Linked DNA regions of Columba livia: region 2 is linked to region 1. A link is a contact called in public Hi-C data. All regions are on one chromosome and are shown on one strand. The core of a region is the stretch at or near the end of the contact, and the rest is flanking DNA. Distances in the headings are between cores, read along the strand shown. Region 1 overlaps PRPSAP1 (phosphoribosyl pyrophosphate synthetase associated protein 1). Region 2 overlaps UBE2O (ubiquitin conjugating enzyme E2 O).

Region 1 (5,030 bases), core at 221-2,720:
TGTCCTTTCAATCCCCTTCAGAAACAAGAGTTGAAATAAAAGAATCTGTCCGGGGACAGGATATCTTCATTATACAGACAATCCCCAGGTAAGGAACGGTTTTACAGCTGTGATATGCTTTGAATTTCTGGTTCACAGATGGTTCGATAGGTTTTCTCACCATTAGCCAAGCTAGTAGAAGGGAGCCTGTACACAAATGATAACTGCAAAGTGACCAGCTATGAACAGGAGAGATGCTGTTTTCAGAGATGAGGTATTGATAGAACGTCTTTTGCACAGTTAGCAAAACAAGGATATTCCTGCTCTGGTGCCTTTTTCAGGTGACCAAATTCTGCTCAGATTTTGGTGGTCACAAAAACTAGTAAGTACCAGAGCTCAGGCAGACAGCAGAATACCCTGGAAAGACATTTTTTTTCTTGCTGAAGAAATAGAGCCCGGTGAGAATTGAAGTTTATTCCCTATTTGTAATGCTTGGCCTCTTGTTAAAGAAATCAGTCGGACCACAAGATCAGGTTGCTCACCTCTGGGGTTCCTCTTGCAGGCTGAGACATTTTCCTAGAGCTCATCTCTCTCCAGAGAGATGCTCCAAGTGTTTCCTCCCTCGGGGAGCAAGCAAATCACTGCAAGATGGAGACCCACTGAATCAGGTTTATGTTTTGTGTGAATAGTGCCATGGTGTTGTGTGTTGTGAGAGAGCTCTCTGAAATCATTTGTAACTGAGAGCCGTGTAAGCAAGAAACAGAGAAGGTATTCAGAGTGATAACTTGCAGTATTAGGGACAGCAATAGTTTTGGGAGGAGAAAACCTCCCCTGGTTTTAATTTGTTGATCCCCTTGTTTTTTCGTAAGCTGAATTCAGTGATATGGGCTAAGAAATGGGTCGTTTTTAGCCAAAATGTTCAGGATCCTCCAGGCGAGGAGCCACTGTTGTGCAGCTAAGTAATCTTTTATTCTTAAGCTGCAGCTGTGCCTTGCTGCATTGCTCCAGAGGACAGGTTCAAGGGCATCTCCGTTTTGCTGTGGGTTTCAGGGAGCTTTGCAGGAGAATAAAAACAACAACTGTGTTGATTAATCTGAGGACTGGACTTCTGTGCTCGGTAGCAGTTTGAAAAGGAAACAAAATATTAGGACTTGGTAGGAAAGGAGTAGAGAGCTAAACAACCTTGTCACGCTGCAGTGTGAATCTCAGCCTGCATCCTAAATGCACAGAGAGAGAACAGAAAGACCTGAGTATTTGATATTTGATAGAAGCTCCCTGTCCAAAAAACCTACAGCACAACTAAACCAGTGACAAAGACAAGTATCATCCAGGACTGTTGGTGTGTGGACAAGCATTCATATGAGTGAAAACCAAATGGCTCATGTTTAGACTGTAGAAAATCAAAGTAGTTTTTCTCCTCCAGTAACTTCTCCATCAGCGTAGCTGCCAGCATCCCACAGCAGCACCAGGACTGCTGGTGCCCTTTGAAATCAGTGGTAACACTTTCTCCCAGGAGCAGTCTGGTTCTCTATCTGTTTTCCATGTGAAAAAATATATATGCATGCATTTTTTTTAATGTAATTTGAAAAATAGTGATGGAAAATATTGAATTTCTTGGATGACCTTTAAATAGGCTTAAACTTGGCCACTTTGTTTTTACACAACACTGATAGCAGTATCTTTTTCCTCTCTCCGGCCCCACTGGCACAGCTAAAACACCAAAGGGAAGAAGTGGCTCTTTGTCTGCTCGTTGTCCTACGTGGCAGGGGCTTTGTTTTATGTAATTCTTGGCTTGGTGCTTCGGAGCTAACAAAGCTTTCTTGTGTGCAAACAACATTGTGCGTGAGGGCTGGGGGCAGCGGGAGAGCAGAGACCCGGGGCACTCACAGCTGAAGAGACACAAATGGAGGTTGATTTCTGAAGGGAGGGGACTGGTGGAGAAATGGGGATGGTTAGAGGTTTGTCACGGGTCACACACAAACGGAGGCTCGGGAAACGGTATCTGAGCTCTGCGGGAAGCCTTCCCCAGTGGTCAGGAGGAAAACGGGTCCTCGAGCGTCTTTCAGCTGCTCTGTGCTGTTTATTCCTTTGCTGCTTGGGGAAAGATGCCCCCGTCAGCCCTGCTCCGTCACCTCCGGGGCTGAGCCACCCCCGTGTGACCCTCCTGGGGACCACGCTGGGGACGTGGAGTGCCCAAGCAAGGGCATCTGTGCTGTGGGAGGGTTCTCTGTCCCTCTGTCTCATCTGAAGTGGATGTTCTTCAGTTCCCAAATGGTCTCGAGTCAGTCTGTGAGGATGCAGACAGTGTCTCTTGGTTTTGAGGAGCTAAAAGGGCTTGGTTTTTTTCCACAATGAATTCAGGTACAGATTAACACGCTCCTGCAGGGCCACTTCAGCCATGATTGTCAAGCTAACTGAAAATGGGGTTTTATGTGTATTCCTTGCTGTGGTCTGTAGATATGTTCTGCCAACATTGCTTGTTTTTATTTTTCTTGCAAGTAAAAGTCATTTAGCATTTACTATGCTGTTGTTCCATCTCTAGATAGATAGTTCCATCTAGATAGCTAGCTAGCTAGTGTGGAGATGCTGACCTCCATCAAAATGATGTGTCTGGAGTTTGTACTGCTCCAGAATGCAGTATTTCTTAAGGCAGGAAAAATAACCTGCCTTACATTGTTAAGAATAAAAATACCCCAATAAATCCAGTGTGGGTGAAGTTGCATTGGCTGCATGTGTGCTGCTTCTTTAAAAGACTATTTTATTTCAAAATGCGCTGCATGAAGTGACATTTGTTCCAACATAACTGAAAAAACGCCCTTTTTGTTATGATGATGAAGGGAAATCATCGTACACCTTAATGTTAGAATACAAAATCAAATTCCAGTCCGCAGCTCTCGAGTGCTGGAGTCGTGTCCCATGCATGTAACAGCTGATTGTGATGTGCTGTGGCTTGATGGAAAAGCTTTAAGATCACGATCTGGGTCTTGCATACATTAGGATAAGATGTAGCACTGTTTGCCTGGAAGTCTGAGGAGAGGTATTGGCTTAAAAGGAAAAGAAGTTGCATTGGGAAAACACCCACTAATTATGAAATGGTTTTCAAATCTCCCAGGGATGTGAACACAGCTGTCATGGAGCTGCTGATAATGGCGTACGCACTGAAGACATCCTGTGCCAAGAACATCATCGGGGTCATCCCGTACTTCCCCTACAGCAAACAGAGCAAGATGCGCAAGAGGGGCTCCATAGTCTGCAAGCTGCTGGCATCGATGCTGGCCAAGGCTGGTGAGTGTCACTGGGACGCTGCTGGGCATCCCAGAGGGCGTCTGTCCCTCCGTCCTTCTCCTGCTTGATGTGGGGACGTGCTGCCAAGCCCTTGAGCTGCTTTGGTGAATCCATTTTCTTCAACTTCATTTTATTTCTTTGTAACTCGCACCTGGGGAAGTGGCCTAGAAGTGTCATGTTGAAATACAGTGTCAGCCTAGCGCTGGAACTTACCGCGTGCCTGTTTCTCATTATGTCTGTGGAACTTTTTACGTTAACCTGTTTGTGCTTGTTTTGTCACATGGCATAATAGTCTGAGTAATAGCTAAAATAGATGTTTGAGGAACTCCAGCCACGTGGGAGTCATCTCAATGAATTGCTATCTTTTTTTTTTCATAGGTTTAACACATATTATCACTATGGACCTTCATCAAAAGGAAATTCAAGGTTTCTTCAGCTTCCCAGTAGACAACCTGAGAGCATCCCCTTTCTTGCTTCAGTATATACAGGAAGAAGTGAGGTTACTCTAGTTCTATATATATCACCTTGTCTTAACTTGTCTTTATGTGATAGCAGCATTGGGCCTCTGCTCATGCAGAGGTTGTGCTGCCAGGCCAGTTGTTCTGTTCATGAATTCTTTCTTAGTGGGTAGCTATTGTATGTTCCTCAGGAAAGTGGGAAAATGTTATATTATATTGCACGACTGAACTCTTGACCATAAGCAGAAGATGAGCTTGCTCTCTAGAGTCAGTGCCATTTGAGAGATGCTCTTTATGCTTCTGCCTCTGATCACCTTTTAAATCCTGTTAAAATCCTCTTAAACTGTCTCCCCTCGCCTTTTGTTCTGCGGTGCATGTCTGACTGCTCTGAATTATTGATATAGACTTTGTCTTGGGCTGAGTGTAGGAATGCTGAGCACAGCGGGACTGGGGGCAGGGCATGGAGGTTTTATTTTCCATGTGCAAAAGATGATGATTTGTGTCCACGTGGTGAGAACAAGGCTTCCCTGTACCGGAGAGCGGGCATTGGGTTTGGACCTTCCCCTGCAGACAGAAGTTACTGCAGCTGGTCCAATTGCCCCTCTAGTTTTTTACCACAGAATGAAGATGTGGGGCCAGGGAAAGGGAGTGGGTGTGATGATTCTTCAGCCATGTATCAAATCACAAGAAGGTCTTTACTTAAATAACTTTTTATCACATCCAGATTCCAGATTACAGAAACGCAGTTATCGTAGCCAAATCTCCTGATGCAGCTAAAAGGTAAATGGATGCTTTATTACCTGGTTAAAAGTCACTTGGAAGAGATATGGGCTGATGGGAAACACGCCAGGAAAAACATGGAAGGGTTGCAAATGGATCAGCGATCTGGGCCATTGTCTTTTGTGGCTGGAAATGGGATGGGTGTCTGTAGTGGTGCAGATGGGCAGCTGAATTTTGCAGTCCCAGCCCCATGGGAGTAAACTCTGGAGGTCTCTGCTGCTGTGGAGCTGGGTGATTCACCTGGGGCCAGGATCACTCTCGCTGCATGAGTTCTAGCAGTGCCTGACCACCTCCGAAAGCGTTTAGCGTATGGAGGAATGCCTGTGGTGGAGCCAAGGGGTAGACTGGGCTCTGGGGTGTTAAGGAGGATGAAAAGCCACTTCCAGTGAAGTTTCTTGCTGTTGTGCTGTTCTGCTGGGTGCTCTGGGAGCGGCCTGCAGCGCTGCGCTGAGGAGCTGCATCAGCCCCACGTCGTCCTGACCCGCTGTGGTTCTCCCACAGGGCTCAGTCTTACGCCGAGCGGCTGCG
Region 2 (4,483 bases), core at 1,583-4,082, 34 kb before region 1:
AGTGATCTGTGCTGGTCATTGAGCACATCGTTTGGATCAAACACAGTCCACTTTGTATAGATGGAAGAAGTTGAAACAGCCCGACAAATTCTAGCTGGGAGCTCCCTTTTCACGGGGAGAACTGACTTGCCTGTGTTGGGGAGGAAAAACACTGTGTTTAAACCTAACTACTCTGGTGTCTTTTGTAACCCTCCTCTAGCACTTATACAACATAGAATCAGAAATTGAGGAGTCAGACTACGATTCTGTTGACGGCAGCACCAGCGGGGCATCCTCTGAGTGGGAGGATGAAAGCGACAGCTGGGAGACAGACAATGGCCTCATGGAAGACGACCACCCAAAAATTGAGGAGTTAGAGCCTGAGGAGCCGGCAGCAGAGGAGGTGAAAAAAGTGGAGGAACAAGTACAGGGAGCTGTGGCTATGGCAGTTGCGGATCTTGCTGCAGAGAAAGCTGGCAAGGACGGAGCCCCAAAGAGCTTCCGGGAGCTAAAGGAGGCCATCAAGATCTTGGAAAGCCTGAAAAACATGACTGTGGAGCAGCTGCTGACTGGCTCTCCCACCTCCCCAACTGTGGAGCTGGAAAAACCCACTCGGGAGAAGAAGTTCTTGGACGATATTAAAAAACTGCAGGAAAATCTAAAGAAGACTTTGGATAATGTGGCTATTGCAGAGGAGGAAAAGATGGAAGCCATGGTGGAGACAGAGAAGAAAGAAGAAAAAGCAGAAGCACAGACACCCGTGAGGTCAGAGTGGCCCAGTGAGACACCAGTGCTCTGCCAGCAGAGTGGAGGCAAACCTGGCGTCACCTTCACCAGTGCCAAGGGAGAAGTCTTCTCTGTGTTGGAGTATGCCCCAGGTGAGCGTGCCAGGTCTGCCATTCATTGCTGTCCTGCTGTGTTCCTCTTTCTCCAAAACACTTGCTTTTAGGCCTTTTAGACTGAGTTTCTTATCTTCTTCCTACTCCTTTTCACAGCTCGTTAACTGGGAAGGAAAAATTAAGTTCTGTAGCACAATCTGTTCTGGGACTTAAATGTGGCTTTTAGATGGCATCTGTAGGCACTACCATAATTTCTCAAGCCACAGAAGTAGACTTCCCATTTGTCCATGTTGGAAATAACTTTGGAGGGCTGTGGACATCAGTTGATATCCATTGTGGATAATTTCTGGAAAGCTGCAGGGTTTCTTCAGGCTTTTTTGCAGGGATGGATTGGTTGAGAAGCAGAGCAGGAACAGCTGGTGTTCTTGTGCTGGGTGTCCTTGGTGGGTGAGTGTCCTTGTTCACTTGCGCCAATGTTAATGAGCCAAAAATAACAGAGAGCATCTGCTTGTGTGGTGACAGCAGAGCCCAAGGTGCTCGGTGAGCCAGGTAGCTGGGCCAGATCTGAGAAGATGGCCCAACTATTTTAAACCTGCAGATGTATATAAATGAAGATGGGGAGCTATGCTTAGGCTTTGCATAAAGAGTCTGTGCAATGTGGTGGTGTCCTGGCTGTGGGACAGGGCTCCTTGTGGGGCATGGGGACAGTGTTGTGTGGGACCAGGAGAACAGGAGATGCAGGTTGTGGCTGCTGTGCAGTGTGGGAAAAACTAAATAATCTCTAGACTGCCTCCTGGCTCAGCACCAAAGCAAGTCAGCTCTTCTCTTCCAAATTATAGGTTTAACACACAGATAAATTTGCCTTCCCAAGGAACCTGTGGGAGTTCCCAAAGGCTGACATTAATCCCATTCTCCTTCCTGCCCCACAGACAGCCATGCCTTCAAGAAAATGGAATTCCAGCCTCCAGAAGCAAAGAAGTTCTTTAGCACTGTGCGGAAAGAGATGGCTCTCCTGGCCACCTCCCTGCCCGATGGCATCATGGTTAAAACCTTTGAGGATCGAATGGCAAGTGTCGCTCTCAGACGCCTGTGTGGTAGTGCTGGGCTCAGCATCCAGATTGCTTGTTTTGGAATTCCCTACTTAGCCTTAATCCTTTGCATTAGAGCCGTGGGAATGCGTGCGGAATGTGAAATATGGCTGTAATTACCGTAAACGGCTGGTTTCGCATTCCCCAAGCCACAGTGACAAACAATGGTGAGCTCCTCATTGCGGAAAGCCTATTTCGGGTGCTTTGCTCGCCGTGCTGCCTGTCCCACCGAGCAGGAAAGGCAGACAGCCTGCAAGGGGCTGGTGTAAGCAGAGAGCGGCTTGGGGGGATTGCTGGCTGTCTGCTGAAGCCCTCCTTCAGCCTGTGGAATCAAAGATTGGAAGGCTTGGAATGCCACCACGCCACAGAAAAAGTGCAACTTCTTGCTTTAACTCTTGCAAGGGCTGAGTTAATCGCATCCCCTCTCTCCCTCTATGTAAATACAACCCTGACAAGGTAAGAGGACATTTCACAGTCCTGGCTTCTGTTGCCTCTCTCCACAGGACCTCTTCTCAGCACTTATAAAAGGCCCCACACGCACACCCTATGAAGATGGCCTCTTCCTCTTCGATATCCAGCTTCCCAACATCTACCCCGCTGTCCCACCTCTCTTCCGCTACCTCTCCCAGTGCAGCGGGAGACTGAATCCCAACCTGTACGACAATGGCAAAGTGTGTGTCAGCCTCCTGGGGACATGGATAGGCAAGGTAACGCTTCATTCCCTTGTCTGTGGGAAGCGGTGGTTGTGCCAGGCTGATTTTGGAACAAGCCGCTTCCTACCAGGCTGAGAGCCCTGGGTGGCTTCTGGTCTCAGGTGGTGATTGGGCTGGGGTTAGCTCTGGGTTTGGTTTGGATGTATCTGGTGCAGTTTGGCTTCTTCTGGGACTGTATTTGTCTCTTGTCTGTCCTTCCTTGACAAGAAGCCTCTGGTCAGCCAAGCCAGGCTGTGTCTTGGTTGAACAGTGCAGAGATGCCAACACCAGCATAGGTTTTCTCCTGTGGTTTGGGTCCCTGTCTCCCACACTACAGCCAAATCATGTACTGTGGCACAAAGTTCAGCTGGAGACTTTAAATGAAACAGAGCCAGGGATATGCTGTGTTTGGGCAGCTGGGGAGGGGCTGGAACTGGTGTCTGGTGTGTGGGGTTACAGTGTTTCAGGCAGAACTGGCCTGATGGGGTGTGGTGCTGCCGAAAAGTCATGGGGAGATGGAATGGTACAATGGACACTAGCACATCATGTGCTTGTTGAGTCAGTCCCTTGCTCCTGGTGCGAGCCACAGTGACAGGAATGCAGAAAAGCTGGGGCCTCACTTCATCTGACAGTTACCACAGAGCAATTTGTTTGTGCTTCAACCCTTTAACTAACATGTTTGCATGTGCATTTCAGGGGACAGAAAGGTGGACCAGTAAATCCAGCCTCCTGCAAGTACTCATCTCCATCCAAGGTAAATGCTCCTGCAGAGCCTGTGGGACAGGAAAAGGCAGGTGGAGGATGAGATGCAGGCTTATGAGCAGGGACGCAATTGGGATCTGCCACCCCAGTGGGTTAGTGCTGCCTTTTGCTGTCACCTTGCTGGACAAAGCAGTGTCCTTATCTCTCCAGTTCTTCAGTTGGAGCAGGTGCAAGATTTTCTCATGCCCTGATTTTTGGCTGCATCCCAGGTCTCTGACACAATGCTTTCCCCCTTCTCACTGTGGCAGCGAAGCACAGAGCTGTTTTACTTGTTATTCTGAGCTGACAAAGGTGAACCACTGTGTCCTGAGCCAGTTACTGAAGGCACTTGAAGTTGCTGAACCAGGCTTCAGTCGCAGGACTGCTTTTTATCCTCGCTGAGTCACCCGCCCATCCTTCACTGGGCATGTTTTTGTACATGATCGTGTTTATGCTCCTTCTGAAGCAGAGAATAATCAGGGGTGTGTCTAGACCAGCCACAGGGCTTCCTGCCATAGGGCTTCCCCTGCCATATCTAGTTTGAGCGCAGACTAAATCAAATCTCTTCCTCAAGGCCAACTTTCTATGCAGGGAGCCCAGACATGTGACTTGCGAAACCTTTGACACAGAGCAAAGGCTCCTGCCTTTGTCAGCAGGCGACTCCTGCTTCCCTCAACCCACAGTCCACCCGTATCCTCCAGTGAGGGAACGACAGGACAAGGAAAGCCTTTTCTGATTTACAAAGCTGAGGATCCAAATTTAGAAAACGAAATACTAAATGTTTTACTGGAACAACATGGTGCTACTGAAAAATCTGCTTTTCCCTCTCTGCTGCCTGGGCTTTGAGGGACTCATGATCTCACCTCCAGCAGCTCTAATGCAGTTGGTGGCAGGCTGCCAGCAGCCTAGCAGCGCTGGTGCCACCACCACATACGTGTAATTACATTAGACCAGGGGCACGCAGGAGAAAGCTCGGCATGGGTGACTTGTCACAGCATTCACTGTCTCAGAAATGCACTGTCTGATGGGACTGTGCTGGGTAGGACAGGACCCAGCCAGCTCAGAGCCTGTTAATGAAGATTGGCCTTTGTCCTGAGTAAGAGGAGGAAGAAAAAAAGCTTTGGGTGTGTTTGCATTTGTGGTT

What was found. A called contact is a pair of places that touch in the nucleus more often than the background predicts.
Region 2: a contact with region 1 is called in a Hi-C map of crop, with 3 times the contacts expected there. The contact joins two enhancer-like sites. A contact is called at or near these places in 2 of 2 Hi-C or Micro-C datasets (crop and liver).

The regions. Positions count from the first base shown.
Region 1 is chr18:6,077,236-6,082,265 of bColLiv1.pat.W.v2, reverse strand. It overlaps PRPSAP1 (phosphoribosyl pyrophosphate synthetase associated protein 1), which reads left to right. Exons shown (of 11, transcript XM_065034656.1): 4 at 22-88; 5 at 3,092-3,264; 6 at 3,643-3,758; 7 at 4,447-4,502; 8 at 5,004-5,030. Among named protein-coding and RNA genes, the nearest start is that of PRPSAP1, 11 kb to the left of the region's middle. Within about 2 kb of position 1,470, at least 1 of the 3 cell types and tissues checked has an H3K27ac peak away from gene starts, as active enhancers do.
Region 2 is chr18:6,112,785-6,117,267 of bColLiv1.pat.W.v2, reverse strand. It overlaps UBE2O (ubiquitin conjugating enzyme E2 O), which reads left to right. Exons shown (of 18, transcript XM_065034642.1): 14 at 200-857; 15 at 1,748-1,884; 16 at 2,410-2,613; 17 at 3,295-3,352. Among named protein-coding and RNA genes, the nearest start is that of SPHK1, 18 kb to the right of the region's middle. Within about 2 kb of position 2,832, at least 1 of the 3 cell types and tissues checked has an H3K27ac peak away from gene starts, as active enhancers do.